Linked DNA regions of Mus musculus: region 2 is linked to region 1. A link is a contact called in public HiChIP or PLAC-seq data. All regions are on one chromosome and are shown on one strand. The core of a region is the stretch at or near the end of the contact, and the rest is flanking DNA. Distances in the headings are between cores, read along the strand shown. Region 1 holds the start of Zfp13 (zinc finger protein 13). Region 2 holds the start of Mmp25 (matrix metallopeptidase 25).

Region 1 (5,130 bases), core at 1,462-3,961:
TGTGTACGCGCGTGTGTGTGCATGTGTGTGTGTGTGTGCACGCGCATGCACATGTGCGTGTACGTGTGTGTGTGTGTGTGTGTGTGTGTGTGTGTGTGTGTGTGAGCATAGGTGTTAGAGAAAAGCTTTGTGAAATCTATCCCCTCTTAACACTTTTATGTGGTTTCGAGGAATCAAACTCAAGTCACACTTTCACAGCAAATATTTTTCTGCGGAGCCATCTCACCAACCCAAATGTTCTGGTTTTTTAAAAATTCAAATTTGTCTGGGTGGCAATGGTGGTGTATGCCTTTAATCCCAGCACAAAGGTAGGTGGATCTCTGAGTTTGAGGCCAGCCTGGTCTATAAAGCAAGTTCTAGGACAGCCAGGGCTGGGCCCCCCACCCCCCTTATACACACACACACACACACACACACTTCAAGGGAACTCCAATCATTTTTTAATGGTGCGGTTAACTATTACTTTACTCATTTTATAAATCACTAGAATGTGAGTCTAGGGCCTGGCACATATGAGAGAAATGCTCTATCATTAATCTGCTCCACAGCCTTTTTGTTTTTTAGACAGGTCTCATAGTTGCCCAGGCAGGCCTTGAACTTGTGACTCTTATGACTCAGTCTTCTGACTAATCAGAATCCCAACCCTGTGACACCCACTGTAGCAAATTTAAAAGAAATTAAGCCCAGTGAGCCCACATCACATGCTTGTGAATGAAAGACTCACAACGTGAGGACTCCCCCACGTTCTGACTCAGGAGAGGCGACACCCCAAAATCACCAACGAGAAATGGTCTTGCTGCAAATTGCAAGAGGATTTTTATTCAAGAGCGCTCTTGAATAAAAGAGGTAGAGGTAGAGGACCGTGGCGCCCCGAGTAGCTGGGTAAGGGGGTATTTAAAGGAAAAAACCACAACTCAAGGAGGTGGGAAGGGCGTTGTTGGAAAATACCAAAAATACCAGTTAAGAGTCACAAGGAAGTACAAAGTCACAAGTGTCAGGTTATCTCTCAAGACAGTTTCTAAGAGCCCCTAACAATCTAAGAGCCCCTAGCAATAGCACCTTTGCATAGTGGGTTCCAGTAGTGGTCAGGGTGGGTCAGGGTGACTTTCTTTGAATGAATACTCTTTGAACCCAGGAAGCGGGTGGGTGGAGGAAGGAATCTGTTTTATGATTAGCATACCTTGGAGCATTGAGTTTACTACTCTTTCATGAACTTGTGCAGGGAACTAGGGTTGCTCCTTTTTGTTGTTAAATTTTAAAGACAATTTCTTGCCACGTAGCCCTAGTTTCTGTGAATTATGTAGCCCTCTCTGCCTGGCTTCACTTTTTGTACTCCTCTGCCTCAGCCTCCTGATCACTTCTGAGATTATAGGATCAAACCACTGTTCAGCCACTAGTATTTGCCTTTTGGAATGAAAGATCCAGTCTCAAAAGACTCGATGAGTGATGAGCTGTAGCCAGCAGGCACAGGATGAATTCCTGCAGACCATTCCGCCCCAGGAAGTGTTCTCAGGCTAAGACTCCACCCCTCTCCTAACACTGCTATGACCTGTTCTGGATGGAATGAGAAGCACAGTCACTTTCTTCCCCCTTAGAGCCTTAGTTCCCCAGGTCTGAAGGTAGCATCAGGATCTTGGACAACTGAATCAGCCCCTATTTAAAAGTTATTATATTTTGTTGTATATATGTCTGTGTGGCATGTGGGTGCAAGACACTTGGAATTCAGAAGAGGGTGTCAGATCTGCTAGGAATACCACCACGTGGGTGCTAGAGATTGAACATAAGTCTTCTGGAAGAGCAGCCAATGCTCTAAACCTCTGAGCCATCACTCCACCCCTCCACCCCACTCTCTGTCTTTTAAAAACCATAGTATCTTCAGATCTCTGAGAGTTAGAGGACAGCATGGTCTATATAGTGAGTTCCAGGGAAGCTAGGGCTACATAGCGGAGACAACAAATCCATGATATCTTATCTAGTTCTTCAGAGTTCTGTACAATGTAGTTGAACTATACTCATCCCCCATACCTCCCCCTCTCTCAAATTCACCCTGGGTCAGTCTCCATACGCCTCTATTATCGAGCCTAAATGATTCTTTTAAAATCCAATTCCTCTCCCATCTTGTAGACAGGTAGGCATCAGGGTGGGCTACAGAGAGTCTCATCCTGTTTCCTAAGTGCACTCAGGGATGGAGCACTCTGCCAGTTTGGGAGGGTCCAAAGTGCTCCAGAGGAGTAAAAGACCTTCTGATGTGTGGGTGTGGTGTGCGAGAGAGAATGGCTCTGCTCCTTCCATTCAGCGCAATAATGCTGCTCCGTTATGATGACTACAGTGCTGTCTTTGAGTCACAAAACACCAGAAATTATGTTTTGTTTTTGAGACAGTTTCTCTGTGCTGTCTTGGAACTCGCCCTGTAGCCGAGGCTGGCCTCGAACTCAAGGATTCAAGGATCTGCCTACCTCTGCCACTCGAGTGCTGGGATTAAAGGCATGTGCCACAAGGCTCAGAGCATCTTCCGTTTTTTCTGTTTCGTGTTTATAGATACCGTTGGGTATAGTAAGCGTTGAGAGCCAGCACTGACACTTTCTCCCAAGCCAAAAGCAGGTGCAGCAGAGGCAAGGGACCCCAGGACCGGAACCCTCAAATCTGGGAACTCTGTAAAGCTACAGCTGAGTTGGGGAATGGGATCTGGAAGGAACTTCCTGTTGTCCCTAATCCCAGCCTCCACCGGGCTTCTCCATCCGTTCTGTTCTGGCTGCAGACACTGGTTTCACTCTAGGGAGGGGGTCTCCATTCCCACCTTCACCCCCGGGTCTCCTTTGTTTCCTCCTTGTGTGAAGGGGATGCTAGGGAAGGCACATGGAAATCGGCTCGTGCAGTCAGCTTGCAGAAGGGGGCAGGGTCAAAGGTGGAATGCTGGCAAGCGATAATGAAGGGGCTGGACCCAGGATTGGGAAGATGAGGACACGTACCACCCAGACCACGACCACGATGATCGTTCCCAGGTGGGAAGCTGCAGCTTTGAGAGAACGGCTGACGGTGGCAGCTAATTTGTGGGTTTCAGGCGAAGCTCTGTGTCCGGCTGGGGCACACAGCAGGCATCAACGCACTGGCGCCTCCTTGGCAGGCTCTCCGCAGAAGTTTCTGCACCTCATTGACAAGAAGCCCTGATTCAGCCCTCACTTGCCATCACCTGGCTTCACTGAGATTTAGGGCTCTTGCTTCAGTGACAAAGGGGACAATACCATTCCTTTCCGAGAAACCAGAAAATATCATTCACCGCGGGGCACCGTAGGGGCTGGCAGACTTCGTATGCACTGTGGTCAGGCATGGGGAGTGCTGGACACTTTGGAAGTGTTCCTACGGTAGTGATTACTTTCCTCTTTTCCAGGTTCTTGGCTAAAACCTGGACGGGGCTCGACTAGCAAGGGAAAGAACCATTTGCTGTTTTTCCTGGCTCTGAAGTGGAAGATGTCTGCAGACAGTCAAAGCATCGCGGCTACTGAGAACGAGGAGAAATCCCATGAGGTATCCTGGGATCCTAGCTAGGGAGGGATGCCTTGAACTGTAGGAGAGGGTGTTTTCAAAACCTGTGTCTGGACAAAAGGAAGCATGAGAGTCACTGTGGGAGAAGAGGTGTAATCATGGAAAATAGCTTCCAACTGGTCTTTTCAGTGTAACTGGTTTTGTTCTGTCCAGTAAGGGGCATAGTGCCCACAGAACACAGGAAAGTCCTCTACTGCCCACTTTCTTTCTCTTGGGTTGCACCTCCTCATAGCTTACCTCTCTGTGTCCAAGTTCTAGTTCTGCCTGTTACTAGGTGTGTGCGTGCGTGTGTGTGTGTGTGTGTGTGTGTGTGTGTGTGTGTGTAATCGCCATCTTTGTGGGTCCAGGCTTGGACTCCCGGTCTTGGAGCTAGAGGATTCTGACTCAGCCTCAGGCCTGGTGTGTTACCTTGGGCAGCCCTGCTCTGTGGGAACTACTTGTGCTGTGTGTAAAGTTGACTCACTCCCACTTGTCTTACTAGGTCACTGGTAGGCTCGAAGGAGATAATGAGTGTGTGAGTCGTCTGTAAGCAGTTTGTGAGCCTGTAACTGATGACTCCTGTGGTCCATGAAGCGAGAACACCCAGAACTACCAGACCAAGTCAGCGGGACTGGGATCCTCCCACCTAGTTCTGTTGGTGTTATAACTATTAATAAATATACACTGGTACAAGTACTGCTGCTTTTATGGTGTAGACACTTAAAGAATTGTTACCAGTATCCAGTGTCCCTTCCTCTGATACCCAGTGAGCCTTGTGTATCTGCATTCTCTGCTGATGTCATACCCTGTCAGCTGCACACTGGTGGAGCAACAGTTGTAATTGCTTGCATTGCTCTTTGTTTATCTAGAACTTTCTGGAGTAGACAACTGTCTCTCATTCAACCTTCTAACTGTTTTATGCAGGCGATAGAGCAGCTGAGTCCAGACCAGCAGTCAGTCCCAGGCAGGGAGGGGAAGGCCAACTGGCTCCATCATGGTTTCTAGGTGGGAACTCATCAGGCGTTCACCCCCCAGTGTAAGGGAGGCTTTAGAGCTTGGTGGTTCAGGCCCTTCTTGTATCTTCCAGCCTGGGTGTGTTGGCTTCTTGTGACTGCCTGGGAAGTTCCCATTAACGGAGAGGCTTAGGCACCTGGGTTTAGTCTCTCATAGCTGTACAAGGCCTGCTCCCTTGGATGGCTTTCAGGAAGGGAGACTTTTCATGGCTCTGGCTATTCCTAGAGCCAAGTATGTGTGTGGCTCCATCTTGTTCTCTGTGCCTCCTCCTCCTTCTTTCCTCTTTTTTACTTATTTTTATTTATATGTATGTATGGTGTGTGTGTGTGACGGTGGGGGGCAGAGAACACAGATGCTTGTGGTCCAAAGAGAGCATGAAATTCCCTGGAGCTGGAGTTCCAGGTCGCTCTAAGCTGTCCAACATGGATGCTGGGAACATAACTCAGGTCTTCTGCAGCAGTAGTAAGTGCTCTAACTGTTGAGCCATTTTTCCAACCTCCGTGCCTTTGTTTGTTGTTTGTTTCTGGACAGTGCTGGGGGTCAGACCTAGTAACCCTAACAAGCACTCTGTCACTGAGCTATGCTCCCCAGCCT
Region 2 (5,130 bases), core at 803-3,302, 59 kb before region 1:
TGCTGCGGACGGCCAAGTCTGCATCTGTAGCCATGTAGCAGCAGGGGTTTGTGTTGATGTCTATGGCTCATATTACCATTAGAGACAATTTGGATGCCCCTGGTCTGGGGTGCCGCCTGGGACCATGTGGATGTTCAAGGGCTGGGCAGAGCTGGCCCCACCCCTCATTGGTTGAGGAACTCTGAGAGCGAGGCCCTTCATTTTGCCTGGCTCTGGTGGCAGTAGCTCAGGGGAGCCAGTTCCAGTGCATGAGAACAGCGGAGCGGTCTCTGGCCCTTGCCCATACTGGGTGAGGTAGCCAGGGCAGTGCTGGAGAGCTCACCCTGGAGGAGGTGTGGGTGTGGGAGAACTGGCTGGCTGACCAGCTCAGCTGCCGCCCAGGCCCAGATCCAGGGCTTGGAGTTGGCGCATCTCAACATCTACCTCATCTATGAACTGCTGGAGTGCATGACGGGGCCGAACCTGCAGATCCAAAGCTGCAGGAACTCCATGACACAGGACTGTAACAGGATGTCTCAAAAAAGTCCCAGTGAGGATCTGGTATTGATGGTGTGGCAGCAGCCAGGGGCCTTGAATCAAAGCAAGCACTCATTGCAATGAACACTTGCAATGTGTGGACAAAAGGGTATATTGTGAGAAAACAGTGGCACACTACAGCTTTCTCGACGAGTTGGTTTGGTTTTTTAATACATTTTTTGTTGTTGTTGTTGTTTTGGTTTGGTTTTTGTTTTCTTTTGGGGGTAGGTTGCAAGGGTGGAGGGCAGATATGAAGGAACGGGGAGATGAGTGGGATTTGGTACACGATGTGAAACTCCACAGAGAATCAATAAAAGGTTTAAAAAAATAAAAGAAAAAATAAAGTCAGAGGATGTCCTATGTATTTTTATGCTGAATTTCTAATTCTCATTGCTTGGTAATGTGTTTACTTCAAGGTCTGGGGAAGACATACCAGGGGTGTCATGATCCAGATATGACCATGTGAAGAGACGTGGCACTCTCTATGCCTAGAGGTCTCAGGAGAAACCGAGCGCTGGCTCCTGGACCTTCCAGGACCGTGAGAAAACGAATTTTTGTATTAAGTCACCCAGACTGCGGTATTTGTCCACAGCTCTGCAGAAGAATACAGGATACCAAGTTACATCTGCAGCTTCTACATCCTGCCCACGATTTATTTTGTCTAAGATGCAAATGGAGCTCCTCCTGTGGCTCCAGGCCCGGAGCAGTCAACACATTCCTTTCACCACTTTCCTTCCATTCTGACCCGCAGCCTGAACCCTGATTACTCCTGAGTGCTCTCAACCGTTGTTCACCTAAATCAGATCTCGTACTCTGCGTTTCTCTAGCTGGAGAGGAGGCTCTGCAGGTCCTCAACTTTTCCTCAGTGATTGTGTTTTTTTTTTTTTTTTTTTTTTTTTTTTTTTTTTTTTTTTTTTTCCGTTTGCTTTTCTCCTGGTGTGCAGATTTTTGGATTTAAAAAGCTTAGTCCGGCCGGGCGTGGTGGCGCACGCCTTTAATCCCAGCATTCGGGAGGGAGAGGCAGGCGGATTTCTGAGTTCGAGGCCAGCCTGGCCTACAAAGTGAGTTCCAGCCAGGGCTATACAGAGAAACCCTGTCTCGAAAAAAACCAAAAACAAACAAACAAACAAACAAAAAAAACCCAAAAAAACCCGCCCACCCACCCTCCAAAAAACCCCAAAACCAAACAAACACCCCCCAAAAAAACCAAAACAAACAAATAAACAAAAAACCCTAAACTTAGTCCAGAGAGGGGTGGGGGGACTTTGAGATGGGAACAGGACCTGAATTTAGAGTCTAGAGGTGCCAGAGCTCTGTGCTCAAAACAGAGGCTCATACATCTGGGTGGGTTGGAACAATGGTTCGGGGCAACCATACTGCGCACAGCTGGGCCCGGCTAGGATCCCGCGGCGAAAGGAAGCTACGGAGCTCAGACGGCCGGCAGCCTGGGGTCCCCCGGCAGGGCGGCAGGATGCGTGGGGGGAGGGGAGCTCCGGCCACCCCGCCCCCGGCCCGCGGTCCTGAGGAAGCAGAAGAGAGCCCTGCGACAGAGCATGGATCTGGGAACAGAAACTTTTAGACTGAGACGGCGGAGTAGAGGACTTGTCAGCCGGCTTGCCCCACTGTAGCTGGCCCTTAAGCTCATAGGAGAGTCCCTGCGTGCCGGTGGGGAACAGGGAGAGCCCCTGACCCTCCTCTTGGACACTGACGTTGGAAGATTGGGCTACTTCCCCTACCGCGCCCTTAACGCTTCTCTGGGTGAGCCCCGCCTCATCCAGGCTCCCACTAGCATATTGGGCAGTTGGCGCCTCGCCCAGGCTGGACCTGGAGGAGACAGGAGTAGGGGACCTCTTTGCCGGACCTCTGTCCCCTCCTGAGCCTTCTCCACGCTCTCAGGACCCCCACTCCCCAGCGCCACCTGGACCCTCGATTATCGCCGTTCAGCCCGTGATGTGCTTCCCAGGATCCCAGATCTCTCCTGCCCGTCTCTACTACCTTGTGTCGGCTCCCTGGATCTGCACCGGGTCCCTGACCTCCTCCAGACTTCCACGGCGGCGGGAGTCAGGGCCTCTTCGCGTGCCTCCGCGGTCCGTCCAAGCTGAACGCATCTTGAGGCTGCCGGCTTTCGGTCTCCCGTTGCTGGCGCTTCTGTTGGTTCCGCTGCTGCCGGTGCGCGCTCAGAATCCCGATGCGAAGGTCGTGAGCATGGGCGTGGTGAGCTGGGGTCCACCCGCAACTGGGATCACACAGAACCTGTAAAAGGAAAGGGGGGGTGGGGGCGGACTTCTGGTCTGAAGGGAAGAGGGGGTTGGCTTCAAATGTTCTGAAGAGTGACTGAGGGTGGGCTCTTGGAGCTCTGGAATACTGTCTCTATCAGGAGGTTTGGTGGCTGAGATTCAGAAGTTTGAAAAGGAGCTAAAATGGGAAGCTGGGGCCTCATCTGCTGGTTCTATAAAGGTGGCAAACTCAGGGCTGGGGGATAGGGGCCATGATTGTGTGTATAAGGGAGATAGGTTCTATCATTCAGGGCTAGGAGCTGAGGTTCTGCCTACCCTGAAGGGCAGGACTTTCAAATAGTGAGAAGGGAAAGCCCCATCCTTTTAGAGTTTCATCAATCCTATCCTGTGATCTAGGAATGGCTGACTCGCTATGGCTACCTGCCACCGGCGGATCCTGTCCACGCCCAGATGCAGAGTCTTGAGAAACTGCAGGATGCAATCAAAGTCATGCAGAGATTTGCCGGACTACCTGAGACTGGACAAATGGGTAGGTAGCCCACCACGCTGCGGGACAAGCCTGCCTCTATGATTGGCCCAGAGTCTTTTTTTTTTTTTTTTTTCCCGAGACAGGGTTTCTCTGTATAGCCCTGGCTATCCTGGACTCACTTTGTAGACCAGACTGGCCTCGAACTCAGAAATCCGCCTGCCTCTGCCTCCCGAGTGCTGGGATTAAAGGCGTGCGCCACCACTGCCCAGCATGGCTCGGAGTCTTTAAACCGCAGGGAGTGCCTAAATTGCAAGAAGTTAAAGATGTTGGTCTCAGGTTCCAGCCCAGACCTTGGACTCTCACTGGCCAGTCTTTGTCAGGCTCCAGTGCAGCAGGGACAGAACAAATCTGGTCCCCATTCGAAATAAAGAAAAAACATCAATATGCAAAATTACATCAGATGAGGCCATTCTGATGCTAAGAGCTACTAGTCTGATTAGGGTAAAGGGCTATTTTGTTTTTGTTGACAGTCTTCCTAAGTAGCACAGATTAGCCTAACACTCTATACCCACCTGCCTCAGCCTGAGCTGGAATTCCAGGTCTGTACTACTGTGTCCAGCTGAGCAGGCCTCTCTGAAATAAGTCCCATGAGCTTATAAACTGCGATCACAAATAGGACACAGCCACAGGAAAACATCTCAGCAACTGCAGAAGAACTGTGACAGGCACAAGGCACAAGTTCATCTGCCTGGGGGTGCCTACATCTCAAGAGGGGCTTAGGCAAGCAAGAACTTGATCAGGTGACCTGGGAAGAGGTTTGTTCCAAAGAACCCAGGCAAGGGGGGCTCAAAGGCAGAGAGCAACTTCATCTGAATTGCAGGGTGCAGGGTTTGTTTTCAGTGGTTTTTTTTTTTTTTTAACTGTAGGAACCATCTTTTATTGGGGGAGGGTTCATCAATCCTTCTTGGCTGCCGCCTTCCTCATGACTGCCAGCACGTTGCTCAGCTCCTCCTGCTTTCTCTTGGCGCGTATGTGCGTGCTTGAAAGACCTCACAAGAGAAACCCTCACTCAAGTCTTGGGATAATAGCGGACCCCCAAGAACTCACGAGAGACCAAGCTTGATGCAAACCACATGAGGCTTTATTTGAGGAAAGCCAGAGCTCTGGGGATGACTCATATCCCATGCAGGGATAGAGGAGTCGACCCAGAGGGAAAGGGGTCCCAGTTTTTATAGGCCCTCACAGGGGAAAGGAGAAGGAGGGAGTAGGGGATTTCCAGATCTAAACAATATCTATTCTCAAGAAATGGGTATGGGAGGGGTACAAGGAAAGAGTCTGGTGCAGGTGTAGCAACTCAGGATTGGCCGGGCTGTGGTTGCTAGGGAGATTTTTCGATTCTTTCTCAGCAACCAATAACACAAACACCTGGCAATGGGCTTCATCAGTGGGCATACACATGGGTTCAAGGAATGGTCAAAACATTGGCAGACACACGGGTTCAAGGAGTGGCCAGAGCATTGTGCGCCTCTATTTTTCTAAATCAGTGAAGCTAGTTCTGCTAACAATGAAATCTATTTTGCCAATTTCAGAGCTTCTGTGACCTTTTACATTCTGTCAGGATCTTTCATGCTCACCCTCTTCTTGATGAACTTGAGTGCACGCTTGTCCTTGGACACTTTGACCAACTCCATGGCTCACCGCTTGTAGGGCATGAAGCCGCACGCACACCTCCGGATCATGTCCCGCTCGAACTTGGTGTGCTTGGTGAGGTGCCTGTGGCACCTGCAGTGTCTCGTCTTGCTAACACAGGTCACCTTGTGGCCCTTGTTGAGGTCCACGGCCATGGGGTAGCGCAGGGCCATGGCTGCTGCTCTCTGATGGCGGCCAGGACAGGAAGATTGTTGTTAG

What was found. HiChIP or PLAC-seq counts read pairs in DNA pulled down with a chosen protein or histone mark.
Region 2: a contact with region 1 is called in an H3K4me3 HiChIP or PLAC-seq map of embryonic stem cells, with 40 read pairs. The contact joins the promoter of Mmp25 here to the promoter of Zfp13 in region 1. A contact is called at or near these places in 5 of 39 promoter capture datasets (the 3T3-L1 cell line, hippocampal neurons, liver and 2 more), 6 of 15 datasets of contacts at CTCF or cohesin (the G1E-ER4 cell line, the NIH/3T3 cell line, embryonic stem cells and 3 more), 29 of 484 Hi-C or Micro-C datasets (CD4 T cells, the G1E-ER4 cell line, the HL-1 cell line and 21 more), 12 of 115 datasets of contacts at active chromatin or transcription factors (double positive thymocytes, effector CD8 T cells, embryonic fibroblasts and 6 more) and 3 of 9 other capture datasets (adipose tissue, liver and pancreatic islet).

The regions. Positions count from the first base shown.
Region 1 is chr17:23,583,833-23,588,962 of GRCm38.p6, reverse strand. It overlaps Zfp13 (zinc finger protein 13), which reads left to right and starts at 2,711. Exons shown (of 6, transcript NM_001356268.1): 1 at 2,711-3,002; 2 at 3,389-3,525. The coding sequence starts at 3,469.
Region 2 is chr17:23,642,191-23,647,320 of GRCm38.p6, reverse strand. It overlaps Mmp25 (matrix metallopeptidase 25), which reads left to right and starts at 2,052. Exons shown (of 10, transcript NM_001033339.4): 1 at 2,052-2,730; 2 at 3,150-3,282. The coding sequence starts at 2,467. It also overlaps the pseudogene Gm7773 and a transcript of Bicdl2 not described here.